Linked DNA regions of Mus musculus: regions 1 and 2 are each linked to region 3. Evidence: chromatin contacts called from public promoter capture Hi-C data. All regions are on one chromosome and are shown on one strand. The core of a region is the stretch at or near the end of the contact, and the rest is flanking DNA. Distances in the headings are between cores, read along the strand shown. Region 1 overlaps Rora (RAR-related orphan receptor alpha). Region 2 holds the start of Ccnb2 (cyclin B2). Region 3 holds the start of Anxa2 (annexin A2).

Evidence for each region. Promoter capture Hi-C pulls out the DNA fragments that hold promoters and counts their contacts. Capture Hi-C pulls out chosen DNA fragments and counts their contacts.
Region 1: a contact with region 3 is called in a promoter capture Hi-C map of liver, with 6 times the contacts expected there. The contact joins the enhancer-like site here to the promoter of Anxa2 in region 3. A contact is called at or near these places in 2 of 39 promoter capture datasets (both in liver), 1 of 484 Hi-C or Micro-C datasets (uterus) and 1 of 115 datasets of contacts at active chromatin or transcription factors (thymic regulatory T cells).
Region 2: a promoter capture Hi-C map of adipose tissue shows a contact between it and region 3. The contact joins the promoter of Ccnb2 here to the promoter of Anxa2 in region 3. A contact is called at or near these places in 1 of 39 promoter capture datasets (hippocampal neurons), 1 of 115 datasets of contacts at active chromatin or transcription factors (pancreatic cancer cells) and 1 of 9 other capture datasets (adipose tissue).

The regions. Positions count from the first base shown.
Region 1 is chr9:68,824,761-68,828,782 of GRCm38.p6, reverse strand. The region is part of intron 1 of Rora (RAR-related orphan receptor alpha); the gene reads right to left. It overlaps Gm31262 (a long non-coding RNA gene), which reads right to left. Exons shown (of 2, transcript XR_379583.4): 1 at 1-4,022. Among named protein-coding and RNA genes, the nearest start is that of Gm31262, 3.4 kb to the right of the region's middle. Within about 2 kb of position 2,717, at least 23 of the 459 cell types and tissues checked have an H3K27ac peak or open chromatin away from gene starts, as enhancers often do. A contact at or near this core is called in liver, where this site is marked.
Region 2 is chr9:70,419,623-70,423,795 of GRCm38.p6, reverse strand. It overlaps Ccnb2 (cyclin B2), which reads left to right and starts at 2,242. Exons shown (of 9, transcript NM_007630.2): 1 at 2,242-2,379. The coding sequence starts at 2,356.
Region 3 is chr9:69,451,398-69,455,001 of GRCm38.p6, reverse strand. It overlaps Anxa2 (annexin A2), which reads right to left and starts at 1,319. Exons shown (of 13, transcript NM_007585.3): 1 at 1,263-1,319.

The sequences.
Region 1 (4,022 bases), core at 1,468-3,967, 630 kb after region 3:
TTCTTTGGGTGCTGGCAATTTGATCTCAAGGTTCCTTATGCACGAACAGCCAATTCTTTAACTCACTGAGCCAGCTCCTCGGCCCTCTAACCCTGCTCTATCCAAGCTCCTGAAGTGAGTGGTGACTCTGGAGTTTCTCTTAGGACAGAAAGCCTTGGGCCAGGGGGAAAATGAAAGAGGAGGGACATGTATCAGGCCATAGATTCAGAAAGTGGATTTGCTCCACCAGATCAAAGATGGCTTGTTTGGACATGTCAGTACTTGCTCTATGGGAAGCACTCCAGATTGCAGAGCACATGTTCTTGTTTTGTTTAATATTTTTGTGTACATGGTGCAGGGGGGCTGCAGATTTTGAGTTCCTTCATTGGTTGTCTGTGTTTGAGAATGTTGTATTTCCATGTGTGTGGTCATGTGTAGGTTCACATGTGTCCAACATCTTCCTCTATCCCTCTCCACTTTTAAAATTAATCAATTAATTAATTAATTGGAGGCAGGACATCACTGCCCTAAAATTCATTATGTAAATGAGATGGCCTCAAACTCATAAAAACCTGTCTGCCTCCACCTCCTATGTGATCAAACAGGGTCTCACATTGAATGCGGAGCTCACTGACTGGTAGGCTGGCCAACCAACGAGCTATGGAAATCCACCTGTCTCTGGCTCCCTAGCTATGGGATTATATGTACTAGCAGCGGGGTATGGCTTTTGGCATGAATCCTCAGGGTGTAAACTCAGGACCCCAAACTTGTTAAACAAGCACCTTCCTGGCTGTGACACCTCCCCAGCCCTTCCATAATCTTTTTGACTGACTTTCTCCAGGGTATCCATAGAACAAGAGCAAATCAAGGTGGTGCTGTTTGCCAAAGCCTCCAGCCTCTACCCCACCCACATAACTGGGGGCCGGCTTGAGGATTGCGGAAGCAACATTCCACATTCTTCTTCCCTGTAGCGATGGAAGGGACATCATCACCCTAATGTCCTACAAGTGCCTCTGGGCCTAAGCTGTAGGGGATTGTATAAATAGTCCCCTAAGCAGGGAAAGGCTCCTCATTTCACAATCATTACGTTCTTTCTATGCTCAAAGTTTCAGCCAAATCCACCCCTCCCACTTTTGCCCTTGTAACAACCAATCCTGTAGTTCCAAACCACTTGGTTTCCACCCAAAACCAATAATCTTGATTCCCATATTTTAAGATGTTCACTGCAAAGAACTCTCACTGTTCACATACAGCTGTCAGCTGCAAAAACATTTTTTTTAATACAAAAATCTGGCTTTGGTTCTCCTCCCCGTGAGGCTGGATAGTGACCTAGTGATTCATGCTGACTACAGACTCTAGATTCTCTTCTCCCACCCCAACCCATTCAGATATAATTAGGCCTAGCCCAGGTAACCCCTCCAGTGTGGAAGAAGCTCAGGGGGAAAGCCATGTGCAGCTCTGTATAGCCACCATGTGGCTCTGATGGTTCACTCATGCGTGATTCAGTGACAACTCTCATGATGTTTTGGTCACCTTTGGCTGTGGACCTGGTACCCAGGAAAAATCAGAGACCCAAGAAAGAGGCAGAGCGTCAGCCTCAAAGCCAGGGATGCACACACAGTCTTCCATAACGTCTCCTGAAAACCAAATTCTTCTTTCTTTGCAAAGGAGCCACAGACAGACAACACAGCTGACAGTTATTTTTGTTGCCAGTAGAATGAAGGCGACTTAGACTTCATTTGTCCCCTTAGCAATTGTTCCTTTAGCGGAATATATGTGTTGTGGCATTTTCTTAGGGATGGTTTCCTTTAGAAAAATTCAGTCCTTGTGAAAAGCAGAGTCGGAGACATTTTATTTCGGTCATTTTCAGCAAAGCTGAATCTGTCCTTTTCTTTAAATGGAAACTTTTCAAAATCAAGTAGACCCCATTTCGTTTTTATCCCAAAGCTGCTGGTTGGGGGGGGGGAGGGTAGGATTGGAAAACTGTACTTTGTCTCAAGAATTTAGACTGAGGATGAAGATGGGAGGGAGACCTGCAGAGGCCGGTGGTTAGAGGCCATCAGCATCTTCATCCTCAGTGGCCGCTCTTATACTTGCCCAGGCTATGTTTGAGAAGAGAAAAGGGCACGGAGGGAAGATTTTTGCTAAGAGCTCCTGTTTTCCACACAAGGGTTCTCCCAGATGCACAGCAACGTGCATTAGCACAGACGCCAGGCATCATCCTAAGAAGCAAGCAGATCTGATGTCTTCTCTTAGAGAGTTGGAGACCGGGGTGGGGGGGCAATGAGAAGGGTAAGGGTCAGGCTTGGAGCTCACAACCCAGCCAGGCACATCGAAAGCAGTTGCGTCATCCTACCTTCTCCAGAGGCTGAGGTAGATGGGTCTGAAGTTCAAGACCAGCCTGCACAACTTAGTATCAAAGACAGAAAACAGACAACCAGAGGGCTAGGGTGAATGCTTTAATGGTAGAGTGACTGTCTAGTGTGTAAAATGGCTAACAATACTGCCTGACCATCTCCTTCAGTTGCTTCTGAACTGGGAGTTTGAATCCACCCTTTCTCTAGGGAACTTTGACATCAGTGTGGTTTGAGGGTCAGTTCTCATGAGCTCCTTTCGTCTCAGTAGTTTATGAGGTAAATGTGCAGGGCTTTACTAAGTGACCAGGGCCAGTGTGAGGACTGGTATTCCTTCCATGGCTAATATTTACAGAGCACCTTGCCTGTGTAGCAGAAAATCAATCCTTCCAAAGTAAACACACTGGCCATGCTTGCTTGCCTTGCCAGCAAACTGGCCACACCTTGCAGAGGTTGGCTAGTCAAGGTGTTCCCAGTGTTGAGCTTGGATCCCGGGCCCAGTTTAGATCCACTATATAAACTCAACCACAGAAAGAACAAGGCGTCTCAAAAGGTTCACCTGGAAGCCTTAGAGATGGCTGAATTGGTCACATTCTTTGCTGCAAAACTATCAGAACCTGAGTTTGGATTGGCAGCAACCAAATAGAACTGTCAAGTATGGTGACATGGGTTGATAACCATACTGCTGGTGGGCAGGGGGAGGGGAAGCAGACAGATCCCTGGAGCTCACTGGCTGCCCAGTCTAGCTGAATCCATAAGCTTCAAATTCTGTGAGAGACCCCATCCCAAAACACAAGGTGGAAATCTATTGAGAAAAATACCTCACTTTGACTTCTGCCCTTCACAAATGCATGCCAAGGGGTCACACTCTTATATCCATGTAGATCCATGTCTACACACACACACACACACACACACACACACACACCTTCATCTGAATTTTCCAAGCAACTGTTTTCCACAAAACCTACAGGCAGAAAAATCACAATGCCCCTGAACTTTGATCATATACCCACATTCCTCTCCTGTATTTTTAGAACCACCTCAGCAAAAGCACAAACTGTCACTGCCGATGTCCATACGTAACAAAAGCAGCCAGCATGGTCTGAGAAATGTTTTCAGAGGAAACTAGTTTTAAATAATTAACCACAGCGCCTAGCCTCCACTCCTCACAGGCTGATTAATGTCTCCTGACAGGTGAGATTCCTTCACAGGAGGCTGCAGTTCCTGTTTGTTCAAGGTAACTGCTGCTATTGAAGTAGATTTTCATTAAACACACCACCTTGGAAACCCCTGCTCCTTGGAAGAAACAAACCCACCACATGGAGCCGTTAGTTTTCAGTTCATTTAAATGAAAAAAAAAAAAAGTTAGGTTTAAAATAAAACTAATGGAGAAAATAAGAAGCTAGAAAATGAACGCATTAAGAATGGACACCAGTGCTAGGCTGGAACCGTCAAGTAGCTTATGTGTCAGGTGTGTGTGTGTGGGGGGGGGGTGTATGTGTGTGTTGGGTGTGTGTATAGGTATGGGTACGGGTATATGGGTGTTTGTGTGTGTATGGGTATGTGTATGGGTGTGTGTATGGGTGTTTGGGTATGTGTGTATGAGTGTGTATATATGGGTAAGTGTGTGTGTGTGTAACAAGACAGGATCTCTGGAAATCACTCCTCATGAAGCCTCCACTTTTA
Region 2 (4,173 bases), core at 993-3,492, 970 kb before region 3:
AAGACAAAAACATACTAACCAGCAATGAAAGACTTACTGTAGGTCACAGAAGTGCCCTCAATGTGTCAGTGTTTTGTGACAACCACCACAAAACTTGGTTTCAAGTACTTTTATTTGCTCACAGATGCTCAATTTGGGTAATGCTAATGGAATCTAGCTCATCTTTCACTGTGGTCTTCCTGTGGCTACATTCAGCTTGGGAGTGCTACTGGAATAGTCTGTCTAGCATGCTTGATTTAGACGTCTGACACTTTCAATTGCATGGTGAGAACAGCTGATGGTTCACTGGGTCTTTTCACTGTCATCTATTTAGCAAGGGATAGCTAGACTTTACACAGTGGGTCAGTGATCCAGGGACTGCTAGGCCACCTTAGAGACTATCAAGGGTAGCTAAAATGAGTGGGCATGGAAGAAGAATCCCAAACCAATACAATTTGGCCATTTTAGATTCAGCACAGGGGCTAGCCATGCAGCTCATGGTAGACTCCCTTGGCCTCAGGAAGCCCTGGGTTCTGACAGTGCAATATACTAGTTGTAGTGCAGCTTGTAATCCCACTCAGGAGGTAGAGGCAGGAGGATTAGAAATTCAAGGTCGGGCTGGAGAGATGGCTCAGGGGTTAAGAGCACTGATTCCTTTTCCAGAGGTCCTCAGTTCAATTCCCAGCAACCACCTGGTGGCTTACAATCATTTGTAATGGAATCTAATGTCTGTCTGGTGTGTCTGATGACAGTACTCATATTACATAAAATAAATAAATCTTTTTTTAAAGTATTAAAAAAAAATTCAAGGTCATCCTCAACTACATAGAAAGCTGTAAACCGGCCTAGAACACATGCGACCATGTTGTGAAGTCCATTCACCACAGTAACCTGAAGTACAGCCAATGGCTTTGTTAAAGTTAAAGTTCAGTTAGAGAATAGGTCTGAGTTGCCAAATTGGTGCTGAAATCATGAGTTTAAGAGGTCCTCCTGCCATTTCTGAGTTCAAGGCCAGCCTGGTCTACAGAGTGAGTTCCAGGACTGCCAGGGCTATACAAAGAAACCCTGTCTCAGGAAAAAAAAAAATCCTCCTGCCTTAGCCTCCCAAGTAACTGGAATTATTACAAGCATGTGCTAATAGTACAAACTGCAGAGCACATTTTCTTCCCCAATCCAAACCAAAGCTTCCCAAGAAAGAGAAAGCTATGCGTAACCTCTGTGATTGTAAGGATGATGGACCAAGAGTCAGCAGCCACAGAACTTTCATTTCCTTTAGCAGGTACTTGAGAGAACTTAATGGGATATAAATAGTTATTTCTGCTCCTTTGGTTTCCAATATCCATGTGTAATTTAGGTCGAGGGGTAGTACTGCCACCTTGTCTTTTCAGGTGGGAGTGTTGGACAACACTGGTTCTTCCTTTAGACTCAGATTGGAAATGTCAGATTTGGGCGAAGGGGGAGGGAGCATTTATTATTTCCCAATAGAAGGGACTTGAACAAGACTGATGGGGTAGCCTGATCTCAAGTCGTTCTGCTGGCACTGCACCATTTTCTGTGTTGTTACCTAGTCTTTTCCCCAGGGTAATATTCTGGTTTTGTTTTTTGTTTTTGTTTTTGTTTTCTGTCTTGTCTCTCACTGTTCACAACTTGGGATACTCATTATTTTTCTTTTGAAATCTTGTGCACATCACACCGTCATTTGACAAATAGTTTCTGAGTTCTACTGTATTGTGCTGGAAGTCACACAAATCACGTCTAGTTTGAATTATGACTCTGCTGGGGATCTGTTTTAGGAAGACCACATACAGTACACATCCGAGTCACAATCATCTTGTAGCCCTGAACGACCTGGAGACGATGGCTTCATTTGCCAGACCATTCCAATCCAAATTCCCAGGTAGACGTTTCCGGAAGAGGAAGTAAGGTCAGAAGTAGCATTTCCAGGAAGTTCTCTGGAACCCACTTCTACCTAACCCAGAACAAACTTTTAAAGACATATGTCCTTAGGTGATGGCTCCCCACTCCTACCCCTAAAATTAAGACAATCTTTTCCAGTAGGAGGAAAAATTATTTTATTTAATATCAGGGACTAGAATTTGAAAATAAGACTGTAGACAAGGAAACAACAAAGCCTGGTGGCCTCGCTGGTTGCTATGACAAGCAAATACAAGCCAGCCAATCAACGTGCAGAAAGGCCTTCCAGTCTAGCCAATGGGTTGCGCGCGCCCTGCGTGCGTCTACCCAATAGTGCGTCAGCGGCGCGGTATTTGAATCGCGGACCGGGCGGTGGACGCGGAGCGGCGGGGCCCTGACCCTCCCAACGGTGTCGCAGACCGGAGTGGCTGTGCCTCGTCCGCACTTGCCAGGGCGGCCCTCATGGCGCTGCTCCGACGCCCGACGGTGAGTGCGCCGGGGCTACGGTGCCCTGTCCTGCCGGGTAGCCCGGGAGGCTGCCGGAGAGGCCCTGGCAGAGCTAAAGCGGTCCAGAGGCCCGGCCTGGGGTCTTCATTCCTGTTACCACTCAGGGCTGTGCTGCGCTGGGGATGAGGACCGGGAGGAACCGGGAAGCCGCCCAGTGCCATTTCTCTACTTTTCACATTTTTCAGTTTGCTTCGTGTGAGCTTCCCATTCGCGTCTTCATACTGCCTTCCTGGCCAAGGTCATTAAAGTGTGGTTTTGTCCTCTTAAAAAAAAAAAAAAACAGAAATAACAAAATGAAAACAAATACCCACCTAAGTGCTGGGCGGTGGTGGTGCACGCCTTTAATCCCAGCACTTGGGAGGCAGAGGCAGGCGGATTTCTGAGTTCGAGGCCAGCCTGGTCTACAGAGTGAGTTCCAGGACAGCCAGGGCTATTCAAAGAAACCCTGTCTCGAAAAAAGCAAAAAACAAAAAACAAAAACACCCAAGTGTAAGAGGAAACGTACAAAACTTGGATCCTAGGATGGCAGACAGTTGGGCAAAAGGCCAAATTCCTTTAATTACCTTTTTGAGAATGAAAGTATTACTGACTTTTAGGCTTTAATTGTACTAGGGTCGGTCTACTTTAGTTGAAAACAAGAGGGCCCCCGACACAGCTGCTGCCATTGTCCTGGCTAGTTAAAAGCCTCCAATTCCTCTTCCCAGTGAATTCAGGGGTACCCCTCATTACCAGGCTTTAACTCATAAGAAATTGAACTTTCAAACTCATTTTGAATTTAGCCGTGGGAAGCTAGCAGTAAAGACCGAACAGCTTAGATTTGGGGATCAGAATCCTAAACAATGAGGAACATACAGTCAGGGTTCATGTCTTGTAGCTCTAACTGCCACTAACAAGTTAATTTTTGTCTAATTTGTTCTTTCAAATTATTTAACAGTTAAAGTCTTGTGTAGGGATGGGGTACAGTTTATCTGGTCTATCCTACACAGGTCATCTTAAAAAAAAACAAAAAAACCCCAACCTTTGGAGAGGTTTTTTTGTTTGTTTTGTAGGATTAGTTCCCCCCCTCCCCCAACACTCAGAAAGTTAAATATTTTTTTCTCATGGAATACTTGTTATTGTACCACACTGTAAACTTTGGGGTATGAATAGCAAGCCTTGTTTCTTAACTGTATTCAAGATGAAGGCAATTAATTTCAAGTAACACTATTTTTTTTTTTTTTCGTTTTCATTCAAGTCTGACTCTCCCAATACTTGAGAGGTAAAATGACTTCCCCATCCTGTTGTCATTGGGAATGTCCTTAATTTGAGTCTATGCTATAGGAAGCTGTTTCTGAAGGGCTTTCCTTGGAAGTGCTATTTCTTATTCTTTGGTTGGCGTTATAACCCAAGCTGGTGTGAAGTCTGAAACATGGAGTTTTAAACAGCTGGGCTATCATTAACTATTGGTATCAAAGCTCTTTATCATTGCAGCTATACTGTGTGAATGGAAGTTTCTAAGAGAACCGACAGGGATCTCTTAACAGCAGACGCAGGTTACTTATAAGAAGTAATCATTTAGGTGGGAGGCTTTGGTGTCGCTTGAAAACTGCTTGAATATGCAAAACAATTTATAAGATCAGTAAAAAGATCTTTGTTTTATTGGTAAGGCAGTGGGTGTTTGCCTAATGGAGAGTGATATTTCAAATAGCATTTTTAGATTTCTTTAAATGTACCTTTTCCCATAAAAAATAATTAAATTTAAAGACAAAAACCAAAACCTAACTCTGCAAGTTT
Region 3 (3,604 bases), core at 70-2,569:
GGCATAATAGTTCACACATGAATAGCTTTTTCAAGTTCTGGGAATGAAGTTCAACCTACTACGGTACTCTACCAATTACCAATAAGCTTGATCGTGATCATAAGCTCATGGTTTTTTTCTTTTCTCTCTCTCTCTCTCTCTCTCTCTCTCTCTCTCTCTCTCTCTCTTTTTTTTTTTTTTTTTTTTTTTTTGGTAGTTGGGTTTTTCCCCCTACAGGAATCTCACTTACTATGTAGCTCAGGTCGGATTCAAAAGGGATCTTGCTGCTCCAGTCTTCTGAGTGTTGAGATTACGGCTCTGTCTCAAGTAACAGTTATTTTGTTGCCTTTGCTTTGCTTTTACATTTGCATGACACTGTTTCAGTACGCTTTATTTAGCTATTTTTGAATGAACTTGTTTTCGGAAACCTTCAATAACTCAGTGTGAGTGGCGCTATCAACAGCAGAGTTCGGAAACCACTTTCATAGATAAAGAAACTTCTCCAACCACAGCCCTCCGCGCCAGCTTTGGAACCTGAGGCCCAGGAACCACGCCCTTTTCTATAGACCCTATCAACTGATTCATGGTGGCATCAGCACAGTCAAGGCAACGTTCCCTACAACCACCCGGGGACACTTCCTTCTGCACACATTCTAAGCGAGCCACAAACTCCCCAGAAGAAATGAAGTCTGAGGTCGCTGACCTAGCAGACAATCTAGCGTTCATGACGAAGACTGAGTTGAGATTGTAAAGAAGGGCACCCAGTAGTCAAGACTTGAGGTTCTGGTGCCCCCTGGACCTCCCCCAGGTACCCTGCTCCGACTCCACAAAGGCACGTCCCTCAGTTGCAAGGAAATTCACCTGAAATTGCAGAAGTTACGGTCCAGAGTGAGAGAACGCAGTGCGGAAAGCGAAGTGGGACTTCTCACTGCTGGGCCGGAGGCTCCCCCAGCGGCCACACCCAGTCCCCCTCCTGACATCTAGCACGTCTGGAATGCCGCCCCCTCGGCTCCCCGCCCCACAAAGGGTCTCCCCGTTCCGAGGAAACCTCAAGGGGAAGCACGCCCCGACCCCTGCGCCCCGACCCCTCAGGAGAGTGGCATGCAAAGAGCACGGTCACTTGCGGGACACTTTGCAACTCTGTTGCAGGGCCTCGCAGATCACCGGGTGGAGTGGGTCCCTCTCCGTGCCTCCCGGGGTCCCCATCGCCGGAGCCTGCCCGCTCCCCGTTCAGCACCGCAACCCCGAGGCCATAGCGGGCGACCGGGCCGCGCCCCACTTACCTGGGCCGGGCACGTATCGCTGAGAGCCTCCCTTGAAGCGGAGCAGCCCGGCTGGGCTGGGTGGGGCTTTTATACCCGCCCCATCCTCCCAGCGCGAGGCCGCCCCACATCCCCTCCCTCCCCGGCCTGTTCCCACCCTGCTGGGTGACTCATCCAACTTGGAACGTAGCCCAAGCCCAGTCCTGCCCTACGTGACAGCTCCACCGCCTCCCCAGGCCCTACAAGTATCCACCCATTTCCCCCGCCCAAATCCCCTTACTCCTAGAGTACAGGGCCCTGCTCAGGCTGGCTCTGGGTTATTAAGATTTCAGCTGCTTGGCTTGCCCAACTCACTTCTTTTGCTTTTAAAAGGCTTCTAGGCAGCGAGGTAATGGAGGGTAGAATTGTTTCAAGGCGCATATATTTGGATTCCTCTGAACTGGGCCGTTGGCACCCAGCTCTCCATCACTGTCTGCAAACATATTAGCTTAACCTCTGGTCACCAGCTGGAGCAGTGTGAGGAGGGTGTTCGCTTGGCCCTGCTTTACACAGTCTACTCCGCCTTGTAAATCAAAGCGGAGAGGCCTCTAACCAGCTAGGGAGACTAAGAGGTAAGGCTAGAAGGTACCTCCTTCCCCCAGTACTCCAATACACCCCAGGTCCTACGGTCTTTTCCTAATTGTAGGTTATTGAAGGTTTTTCCCCCTTCTCATTCCTTGACAAACTGTTTCTCTGGGTCATATTGTTTCTTTTCTAGCTTGCTTTTCCAGGAAACAACGCAGTAGTGAACTGTGTTTGTGGGTGACTGTTCACACCGCATTAAACTTCAAGCTAGCAAGAGAGCTGGAAATACCTTAAACACTAGTTTTGGTTCTTTTGTTTTGTTTTGTTTTGTTTTGTTTTTGTTTTTCAAGGCAGGGTTTCTCTGTATAGATCTGGTTGTCTGGAGACTAGGCTCGTCTGGAATCAGAGATCTGCCTGCCTCTGCCTCCCCAGTGCTGGAATTAAAAGTGTACACCACCACCGCTGCCCAGTCACACTAGGTCTTTCAACTCCGTCCTTGCAGAGTCTACCTCTCTGCTTTCTCTAGGTTCTAACGATTCTCTTCCATCTAGTTGTGTGTGCTTGTGGTTCACTCGTATCACACGTGGTCACGTGTATCACACATGACCTGCAAGGCGCTGTCAGCCTCTAGGATGCTGTCCCTTCAGAGCACCCACCTTGGCCCAGCTTGTTATTTGAGACAAGGTATCTCTTTGGCCTGGAGCTCACAAATTAGGCAAGATTGGTTGGCCAAAAAGCCTTCTACCTGAACTTGGAACAGAACTCAGGTTCTTAAGCTACAAGATCTTAGGCCACTATCTTCCCAGCCCTGGTCCCTTCTGATATCAACATCTGTTTATACTTTCCACTACGGTCTCAATTCACTCCTAGGAACCAAAGGATGACAGTTAGGGGAAGAGATAGGCACAGTGCCCACTGTCACATAGACAGGTAGCTGTGAAGTTGGCCCCAGCAGAGTGACAAACAGAAAACAAGATATCCCTTTTGATACAATGTCTGATTTACATTCATAGTGCTTCAGTGTGGGCAGCTTTAAAGACAGAAACCTTGTTTATCTGACTACTGGGGGTGAACATCTTGGAACATAAGACACAGGCACACACTACCAGCAAGCAGTAGCCTGCCTCCCTGGGTTATTTCTCCACCCAGGCCCGCAGGCTCCACATTCCTGCATGTGTGAGGGAGGGTAGGAGGTCCAATGTCAGAAGTAGCATTGAATTGACATCATGTGAAACATAAAAAAGCCACCAACCATCCAAAACTATTTTTGACTTATTGTGGACATCTGGCAAAGCTAAATGTACAGAGAGCTGTATGTGGCCAGGCCTCATTTATGTCCTGCTGAATACGAGCTCTTTCTTCTTGTCCTATCTCCTTAGCATCTCACATTCCATCGGGGGATCTCATTGGTTCTGTCTGCAAATTCATCTGATACACGTTTTATCAAAAGCCAATCTGAGGGGACTCTTCCTTGAGACACAGTTGGGATGGTTTGGAAATCAAATTAACCAATGCCAGCAACGATTGTATTACACTGAATACCCTGACTAGATAGTTTATAAAAATCCACAAAAAGGTCAGATGGGTGGGGGATGGGAGGAGGTAAAGTGCCTGCCTTGAAAATCGTGAAGACCAGAGCTCAGTCTCCAGAATCTATAGTGAAAGCTGACTGTGCTACCTGAGGTAGCCCAGACCTAGGGCTTTCAGTTGGCTCATCCCAACATCTACCTCATGCAGGGCCTGTCCTGCAGATCCAAAGCCGCAGAAACTTCCAGACACAGGGCATCTACAGGATATCC